Regions from separate parts of the Mus musculus genome. Here region 1 is linked to region 2. The links are chromatin contacts, called in public ChIA-PET maps. All regions are on one chromosome and are shown on one strand. Each heading gives the region's core, a stretch centred on a gene start, on an enhancer-like site or on the middle of the called end of the contact. The rest is flanking DNA. Distances are from core to core; before and after follow the strand shown. Region 1 has its middle 89 kb from the start of Gadd45g. Region 2 overlaps Sema4d (sema domain, immunoglobulin domain (Ig), transmembrane domain (TM) and short cytoplasmic domain, (semaphorin) 4D).

What was found. ChIA-PET counts read pairs in DNA pulled down with a chosen protein or histone mark.
Region 1: a contact with region 2 is called in an RNA polymerase II ChIA-PET map of effector CD8 T cells, with 10 read pairs. The contact joins two enhancer-like sites. A contact is called at or near these places in 1 of 115 datasets of contacts at active chromatin or transcription factors (effector CD8 T cells) and 2 of 9 other capture datasets (adipose tissue and pancreatic islet).

Annotation. Positions count from the first base shown.
Region 1 is chr13:51,932,881-51,938,159 of GRCm38.p6, reverse strand. No RefSeq gene overlaps it. Among named protein-coding and RNA genes, the nearest start is that of Gadd45g, 89 kb to the right of the region's middle. Within about 2 kb of position 2,164, at least 24 of the 459 cell types and tissues checked have an H3K27ac peak or open chromatin away from gene starts, as enhancers often do. A contact at or near this core is called in effector CD8 T cells, where this site is marked.
Region 2 is chr13:51,765,408-51,770,065 of GRCm38.p6, reverse strand. The region is part of intron 1 of Sema4d (sema domain, immunoglobulin domain (Ig), transmembrane domain (TM) and short cytoplasmic domain, (semaphorin) 4D); the gene reads left to right. It also overlaps Gm19281. Among named protein-coding and RNA genes, the nearest start is that of Sema4d, 26 kb to the left of the region's middle. Within about 2 kb of position 1,850, at least 78 of the 459 cell types and tissues checked have an H3K27ac peak or open chromatin away from gene starts, as enhancers often do. A contact at or near this core is called in effector CD8 T cells, where this site is marked.

The sequences.
Region 1 (5,279 bases), core at 915-3,414, 170 kb before region 2:
AGGGAGGGACCGAAGTGAAGCCTACCCCCCAGGCACCCTCCGCCCTCTAAGACCAGCTGCATCTGTGCAGACCCCAAGCAGCTGTAAATGGGTTTAGCGGCTCCATACTCTCCTGGTAACAGGCTCCTATCTGCTCTGCCTCACATAAATCAAGACACAGGACTACACCCCTCTGTGGCCTCCTGTGTGCTAAAGAACACGGGTCCTTTTCTAAGCAGCTCCTATTTTCCTGAGACATTTTTGTCTTTTCCTGCTCGTTGTGTGTTCTGGGGGGGGGGTGGGGGGGAAGTCCCTCTGTCAGAGTCTCATCTTGCAAACACCTTCTGCTCCTTCACACCCCTGATACCATCGGAGTCACAGGAACGCCGTTCTCAGCAGAATCCTCCGGACTAAACTTTCCCTTATACACTCCTTTTATATCCTGGTGAGGGAACAGATGTGTTCGCCAAGGTAATGTAGACCTGTTCTCTCCCCAGTTTTATTAGTTCTGTCTTTTGAAGTTAGAGCCACCATTCTTTGGTACTTCGTCCTGAATTTAAAGGAAGGGATGCATAAAAATACATTATTTCCCCCTCTGGATATCTAATTAGATAATACTACTTATTAAAGAAAGTAAATTCTCTCTATTGTACAACAGTGTGTGTGTGTGTGTGTGTGTGTGTGTGTTGTATAGATGGGTGTGCTCAGATATGTTTGCCCATACATGAGTGGGTGAGCTTGCCCATATGTGCACATGTGGAGGTCAGAGATCAATGTCTAAGAGTCTTCCTCTATCACTCTCCACACTGTTTCTGAGACAGAATTTGTCATTGAACCGGGAGCTCTTATTTCTAATTGCCTTATTGTCTAAATGTCTTATTGTCTCTGATAAACAGAGTTCCCTGGATCTACCAGTCTCTGTCCCCAGACACCAGGCTAAGGTACAGACACACACCTGTTTGTCAGATTTATTTAGTTTCTGGTCACATGTCTGTGTGTTTGTGTCTGGGGGTGGGGTCCACGTGCACATGAGTACAGGTGCCTATGAAGGCTAAAGGCACCTTCAGATCCCCTGGAGACGGAGTCACAGGCAGTGATTAGCCACCTGACCCCTGCTAGGAATGAAACTTGGGTCATCCAAAAGAGTGGTAAGCATTCCTAAGCACTGCAGAAGCCCTCCAGCGCCCGCACCTGGCTTTTACGTTGGTGGTGGAAATCTGACCTCAGGCCTCCATGATTGCACGGCAAGAACTTAGCAACTGAGCCATCCTCCAGCCTCAGACAGTGCCTTATAATAAATGCCACGGCCTAGGTGTGGTATCAATGCTTCTGAAACACTTCTGGGCCAAGTTACCAGTGACAGAGGGAACTTCCTGACAGGACTCACACCTGAGCCTGAAAGTCCCTTCCCCACACAGACCACCTTACTACTGAGAGATTTCTCCACCAAGAACTCTCACCATCCTCTCTGAGGTATTCACCGAAGGGGTGGTTGGAACTGCCCGAGTTGACACTGTGGGTGGCTCAAATCTCACTTCCCCTCCCACTAGGTACCACAGGCAGTCATGACTGTAACATTGTACCCTTCTCACTGTGAGGCCCCTAGTAGCATGTCCAAGAAGCCTGGGCACGCCCACTTGGTCTTCCAGGAAGTACCACACAGCATCGGGTACCTGTGACACAGTCTCACCGGCCACACACATGTGACTGTTTCCCAGACATCCACTGGGTCAAGTGGGAATCACCCTGCAGCAAGGAGCAGAATCAAGCCGGGGACCTCAGCCAGAAAGGAGACCAATTCAGGCTCAGACTGAAGCATTCAGACTGCCTGTCCTCTGAGTCTTCCTGATGGGGGACCAGATGGGGCTATCATGGGGCATTGCTACCAGGGCTAGATCTACATCAGACACCTAGGCAGCTGCCATCCAGTGAGGACCCGTAGGGCCCAGTTTCCCTCCAGCTTGACAGCTCCACACAGGCCCTCCCCAGGACTCTCCCCAAGGCTCAGGCAAACTGAGTTTTTCTAAGAAAGGCTCAGCTGACCTCACCTGGGGAAATTACAGCGCTGTCCCAGGGCACCACCTTTAAATGGCTTTGCGTTCCCGCCACACCCCCAAGATACTCTGCAGGATGCTCCCCACTTCCTGTCTTCCTAGCACCACACACTCTTCCACCCCCGACTGCAGCTTTAGCGGGCTCCACCAACCTCAGACAGAAAGCCAGGCAGGCAGCAACCGGCGACTGCTCAGTTGCTTGGGGTGGGCCTTCGCACCCTGTAAGTGCCTCAGTATAAGACAGACAGTGGTGAGCCGGGCGGTGGTGGCACATACCTTTAATCCCAGCACTTGGGAGGCAGAGGCAGGAGGATTTCTGAGTTCAAGGCCAGCCTGGTCTCAAAGAAAGTTCCAGGACAGGCAGGGCTATACAGAGAAACCCTGTCTCAAAAACCCAAAAAAAAAAAAAAAAAAAAAAAAAAAAGACAGACAGTGGTGGAAAGTCAACTGAAAGTTATTAAAGGGCCACTCATTACCCAGAACCCAGGCCAACAGGCTATAGAATATTCAGCTCTGATACCTTAAGTCTCGATAATGAGACCTCCAGATTCCACGGGGTCTGTTTTGGAAACCTGGTTCCCATAGGGCAGTTGTGTTGGGAAGTGGGGGGACCAAAGTGGGGAGACCTTTAAGCAGCAGGGCCCTGGCAAGTCACTCGAAGACCACAGAAGTAGAAAGGAACACTGGTCTCCCAGAGTCACAAGTGAAGCAGGTTGTCAAGAGCTCCTGAACCTGACTCTGGCTTCTTGTCCTAAGATGTGGTCTCTGGCTGGGCACAGTGACGCACATCTTTAGCCCCAACACTCAAGAGGCAGAGGCAGGCAGATCTCTGAGTTCAAGACCTGTCCTGTCTACACAGTGAGTTCTAGGACATCAGAGCTACACAGAGAAACCACACCCCACACCCCCAAACATGTGATCTCTCCCATTCAAATGCTCTCCGGTTGTGATGTCCTTCCAGAGACTTAACCAACGGGACCAGCCCGATTTTAGACTTCCAACTTTCAAAACTGTGATTTAGGTAAACCTCCTTTCTTTATCAGGTGCCTGTCTCAAGTATTTTATCATAGTAAGAGAGCTAAGATGACTTTTCCAAGGCTGGACATGGTGGGTGGCCAGGGGATACTGTAATGAGGTACAGCCCTACTCCTCAGCATCATCACACTGTTTCAAATGTGGGAGGGGGTAGTTTGTTTTTGTTATTGTTTTATATTATTACAAATATTTATTTTGTGTGTGCACACATGCACATGTGCTCAAGTACGTTTATAAGTCAGAAGATAACTTGTTTATCACCTTCTACTGTGTGATGGTCTCGGGAATCAAACTCACGTCTTTGAGAGCCTTTACCTGAGGAACCAATGTGTCAGTCTTCATTTGTGTTTGTTTGTTTGTTTGTTTGTTTGTTTGTTTGTTTGTTTTTGCTTGGCTTTGCTTTGTTTTATGACAGGACCTCGTGTAGCCCAGGATGGCCCATGTAGCTGACCTTAAGCTCCTGACCCTCCTGCCTCCACCTCCCCAGTGATGAGATGATAGATGAGCAGTAACTCATGTTTTTAAAGGTCGCTTTTCTGATCAAAGAGATGGATACTGGATTTCCTAACCAGAGACATAGCAAACTTACATTTCAGATGCAAAAGAAGACAGGCATAGTGTCACACAGCTTTAGTCCCAACACTCAGGAGAGAAAGACAGGGAAATCTCTGAGCTCAAAACCAGTCAGGGATACACAGTGAGACCTTCTTTTTAAGAGAAATGGGGAAAGGGAGATTCTCTTCTATATCTTTTCCAAGTGCTACAGGCAATGGTACCGTACTGTGTCGGTGCTGTGGGGACTAGGTAGGGTGTTTTGTTTTGTTTTTAACCAACAATAAGGAACCAACACTGAATGCTCTCAATTTCATCTCTTTAAGGCAGAGGAGAAAACATACAAGGCAGAAACTCTCCCTGCAGGGCAATCGCTTCAGGCACCACGTACCTAAGTCACCAGATACAGCTGATGTGGGTGGGATGAGGGTGCAAGGGGGCCCTCCACTGATAAAGAGAGCAGAGATCAGGGAGTATGTGCAAATATGCAAGCGGCAAAGATAGAAAGCAAGGAGCCCCGTGATCCTCGGAAGTGGTCAGTGGCGTGCACAAAGAGAGCGGGAGGAGGGAGAGCCACTGGGCACCAGCATCCGCAGCAGGGCAGCGGAAAAGAAGAAGCCTGTCCAGATGAGACTGGAGGAAGGGACGCCACATTTGGGACCAGAACAGTGCTGAGGTCACGAGAGAACAAGACAACTTAACATCTATGCATATATGGGCATGCGTGTGTAATATGTAAGTCAGAAATGGAGAAAAATTAGCATGATGGGGGTATGACAACAATGAGAATAATCGTTAACCTCAGAGATAATTTCTGCAAGTCACAGTCTTCCAAGCCAGAAACTATGGTGACAATTCTTTTATTCTGCTCTAAGTCTCCCAAGTTTTCTTACTTTTATGTTTCTTTTGTTTCTTATTTCTCTTATCCAAAAGGCAATAGAACAAAAGAGCTATGGATGAGAAGGGAGGCATCCCCCTCCTATCATCTCCTCCTCCCAGAAGAAACTACTGCAGTTCCTGGAATGCAGGGCTTTCTACAAGTGTGATTCTCACATCTCAGCTCGCAAGCCTGATGGTTGTGACACCCACGGCTTCCACATTGAAAAGCAAAGGTTTCCTTGACTCAACACTTTCCCCTCCCTGGAGGCGGGCATTGAGCTCTGGGTTCAGTGAGAGGTCCTCACTCAAAAATAAATAAAAATAAAATAAAGACATAAATACATGTGTGTATGTGTGTATGTGTTGTGTATATGTACATAACACACACACACTCACGCATGCACAAATATGCTCATGTGCACATACCAAACGTGATTTCTATTTCTTTTCTCATTGACTTCTGAAGCAATTCTTATGTCCATCTTCACAGCAATGGTTGGCTCTCAACCTTCCTAATGCTGCGACCCTTTAATAACCGTCCCTCCTGTTGTGGTGAAGCCCAACCATAAAAATTATTCTGTTGTCACCTCATAACTGTAACTTTGTTACTGTTGTGAATCTTAATGTAAATCTTTCTGGAGACACAGGGTGGTCAGAAGAGTCGTGGCCCACAGGTTGAGAGCCACTGCCTTAGAGGACCACGCTAGTGAGGCTGCGTTCCCATTCAACACTCACACCTGTATCATTTGCCGTTTACTGCTTTAGTGACGAATCAGCCAC
Region 2 (4,658 bases), core at 601-3,100:
GGTGAGGACATGAGCTACAGCTCTGTCCCAGGTGCTTGACAGCTCATGGTGGCTGGAAGGCAATGTTCTAGGGCCTAACCTCCACTGTGGTCATATGCAGACAAGGGTTTCTAAGAACCATGTCTTTCCTCCTCTCATAAAGTAATTCATTGTTTTTGTTTGCGGAGACAGAGTCAAACTGGCCTCAGAATATAATTAGGTATATTGTATCCAGACATTTTGTGTTAAAATAACAATGACCAAGACACTGAAGAGGTGACTGAGTTTGTGGCTAAAGTTCTTGCAATCTGGGTTTGGGACCCCAGATGTAAACTCCCAATGAGATGGTGACTTGCCTATAGTTCCACTCATGGAAGGTGGAGATGTGGGATCCCTAAAAGCAAGGTGGTTAGGGAGACTGCTGTATTGATGCGTTCTGGGCTTGATCTAGAGACCTTGCCTCAGTGAGAGTGATTGAGGATGAGACTAGACATTACTTTGGGCTTCCACGTGAACATTCACTTGCATTTTGTGTGTCTTGAGACAGAAACTGAAGGGCTGAAAAAGGACATCAGGTGAGTTGCTTGGGTGTGTGCAGTTGTCCATCTGTGTCTAAGGGGATAGGATGGGTTCTAGAACCCTCACCACAGATGCCAGGATTCGTAGATGCAAGGTTTTTGGTTCTTTCTTTCTTTCTTTCTTTCTTTCTTTCTTTCTTTCTTTCTTTCTTTCTTTCTTTCTTTCTTTCTTTCTTTCTTTCTTTCTTTCTTTCTTTTTTCCATAAGGGTATGGTGCTTGTTCACAGCGGTGAGCATCCTTGTATACACCAGCCACCTCTAGGTGCCTCACAGTTCCAAGATGATATATGTGCCATGTCAGTGCATATAAGGAATAGGGACAATGACAAAGGGCAAAGACTGCATATGCACAGAGCTCCGTCTTGTGAATGTACATGGGACCCATGTGTGCAGAGGTCCACATGAGTCTGGGTTGTGGGCATGGAGGGACCAGGAGCCCCAGGGATGCTGAATCATCTGTAACTATCAGATGCTGTGCTTTGTCTTTCTGGACTCTGAGGGATCCCCCTGAATCATCTTGGTTCTGGAGTGTTGGGCAGTTAGAGCAGGGTGGTACTGGGGGCAACACGTGCTTAGATCCACACTTGGTACCAGGAAGAGGCAGAGATGGTGCTGTTCCAGAAGAGTGCCCTCGGGGGCTCTGCTTAAGGAAACTCCAGCCCCGGCAACCAGGAGAACCTCAGCTCACCTTCATCTGGAGGCTGAGAGCTGGGAAGTTAATATCAGCTTCCCTCCAGGGGGCTGGTGACATTTTAGTTTCTGCTCTGGTGGCTTGTGAAAGAGTAACGAAGGCCCTTCTAGGGTCTGCCCCCTGGAGCTTTGGACTTAAAAACCTCTGGTTATATAGTAACGGGAGCGCTAGGAAGGGAGTGGCATCCTCCCAAGAAGGTTCTGCAGCCGAGTCTGCTTCACATTTGGGCTCATGCTCAGCTCTCATTCTCTCTGTATTTACAGGCATTGCATGCTGGGTACTGATTGCAGAGGAAGGCAGTGGCAAAGGGCTTAAGGAAGTGCACGCTGAACAGAGGTGCTCTCGAGCAGGGCGGGTGCTACCAGGTTGATTGACACCTTACTACCACACACACACACACACACACACACACACACACACACACACTGTGTTCTAAGCAGTGGAGTACTAGTGAGGTACTGGGTGGGCTCCTGGGTACTTGCACATCTGCGAGGGCAACTGTGCACGTGCTCATGTGATCTTTGAGTACTGGTGTGTCTGAGCACGTGCACACATCTAGCAGATGCTGTTGTAGGTGTAGTGTCAGGCCAACACCCAGGGTCTTCCTGCTGCCTTGTGGTAGCTCCGGGAAATGAAGGCCCCAGGCAGTTCCAGTTCATGTCCCTGCCCCAGGCTTGCAGAGGTGTTTTGTCAGCCCTGAAGAGAACCCACATCGACAGAAATGAAAATGAACTCACATTGCGGTGAGATGAACTCAGGTGATTTTCCTAGTTTGTTTGTTTGTTTGAAGTAGAACGTGTGTGTGTGTGTGTGTGTGTGTGTGTGTGTGTGTATCATGTGCATGTTTGTGTGCAGGCACACATGAGTGCATTTGCATACATGGAGGCCACATCATAGCCTTGACTTATTCTTCAGATGCCTCCTAGTTGATTTTTGTAAAGATCTCCCGCTGGCCCGGAACATGCTGATTCAGCTGTGAGTCCCCCAGGAGTCTCCCGGCTTTCCAGTGCTGGGATTAAAAGCACACATCACGTTTCCAGCTTTTTACTGGGTTCTGGGGGCTTAGGCTCAGGTCCACATGTTTGCAAGGCCTTATCAACTGAGCCATCTCCTCAGCCCCTGAGTCAGGAAATGGTTTTGAACTTCCTGTTCTCTTTAGATGTCTGGCCCATTGGTGCATGCCCCTGACACAGTGCCACGGGCTGGCGAGTCCCACGTTTATATGGGTGCACTCTTAAAAGTCAGGCTCAGACCGAGAGATCATTGACTCTGCTGAGATTCTCAGATCTTGGGTTCTTGCTGTCATGGGCCTGGTTAGCTCCTCACTCTTCTTTCTCCTGCCCCACTCCAACCCCAGAAATTCAGGACAACTCCCAACTCTCCTTCCATTCATGGTTTCCCCCCAAGTCATCCCGTTTCCTAACCTCACTATTGTGTCCCTTCCCTTCTTCTAGTCTCAGACTTTGGAATAAGTAACCTTTAAGTTGGTGTTCGATCAAGGGGCTCCGGGCTGTGTGCCAATCCGTAAGTCACATACCACGGACATCAACATTGACTGTCCTCTGTGGATGTACAAATGGTTCCAGGGCAGTGGAAAGGTAACCCTTGCCCTCCCATGGGAAGAGCCGACCTGTGTCCATAGGAAATCCATCCCAATGTCCCTTGACTTCCTATAGCTTTTTGTTATGGAGAAGAAATTCACATAACATAATAGGATGCTGTACAGGGACATTCTGGTACTGTGTTCTTTGGCTTGGGAAGTATTGCAGCCCCCCAGAACTTCCCGTCCTCACCAAATCAGTTTAATGAGTTGTTAGGAGCTGTTACTACGCACAGCCTTCTGGAGTTTGTCCAGTTATTAGCTTGTCATTCAGAAAATCCTTTGGCTACAGAACCCTAGTGTCTTATGATACAGTTTCCACCAACGTGGTACTCTTCTAATGGTGGATAAAACTTATTAGAGATTTATTCTGGCAGTCTGCTATGGTGATGGGCTATTTTATATGCTTGGATCATTCTTGCTTCTGCTTAGTTGTATGATCATGTCGCTATATAATGCCTTTGAGGGCTCTAGTATTTTTTTGATTTGTACAAGTTCAAGTAAAAAACAAGGCTCTGAGTTTTCAGCTTGGTGGCAGAGGGCTTGCTTAGTGTGCTTGAGAGGCTGGGCGTCATCTTCCCCCAACAAAACTATATATTTAAAAAATGGGGGTTTAATAAGAAGACTTGGTCAGAGGATGTAAAGGCCAGTCCACCCTTTGGCCATGAGGATCTGGTATCCCCAGGGTTACACCGGTGGGAGGGTGAGAGTCCTGAAGAACATAGATTGCAGAGAAGGGCTAGGTGTGGCATAGGAATGAACATGTCCCAGGAGTGTCCCAAGAGTGGCTTGGGAACTATGGGATCTAAGAATGGAGGGAAGCCTTAGGTTTGGTGCCCAGGGTCTGTTTGAATGACAGCTTGCTTGGGGGTAGTAAGCCAGACCTGGAGACCTCTGTGCTTGGCCTTGTCTGGGTAGATTGGCATCATGAATCCTGGTGTTGGGAAGGGGTTTCTTTGCAGTGGCCTTTCTGGAACCCAGTATGGGTTCTCCAGGAGCTCAGGACTTATGTGAAGCCAGTGTGGTCACCATTGTTACCCTCAGTCCTTCAGAGTGGGGGTATAGTGTTAAAGGCTTGCTGGCCTGGACTGTCCATTCACCCAGATGGGCCTGACACACTTTGCCAGGTCTTCCTACTGGGGGAACCCCATCTCTGCTTCCAGTTGTGTCCTCTGAGCTGGCCAGTAACCAAGAGAATCCTGCTAGAGAGAGAGAGAGAGAGAAAGAGAGAGAGAGAGAGAGAGAGAGAGAGAGAGAGAGAGAGAGAACGAACTTTAAGTCACAGGAGGCTTGGGATGGAGCACCCATGGGTACCAGGACCTCTTGGGGTTGTTAGTAACAGGGCTCTTCCATTGATGTCCTTGAGTTTCTAACAGTGCATCCCTCCTGGAATTACCTTCTTTTGTAAGAAACACAAAGTGCTCTTCAGCAGTCATTGAACTTTATACTGGATGCTTCTCCCTGGAAGAACAGCTCCTCAGGAGCGGCCCGGGAGGCCTCTGCAGCATAGACCTGAGATCCATTAGGAATGTACTTTCCTGGGCTCCCCTCAGCTCTGTAGAACGAACACAGGGTTCCCACTGGGGCCTGAGGATCTGGTTTTTCATTCACCCGTGGCAGTTCCTCTCTGTGAAAACCACTGCCTGAGGCTCTTGGGGTCTCCAGGAAGTAGCGGTGGCTAAGGATGCATATCTTAGAGCTGGTGGCTGAGTGGGTAGGGCTTCTGGGAGAAGGGCCTCTTACAGTGTCTATGGGTGTGTGCATTTAGAGCATATGTGTCTATATCTAGGCATAAGTACATGTGTGCATG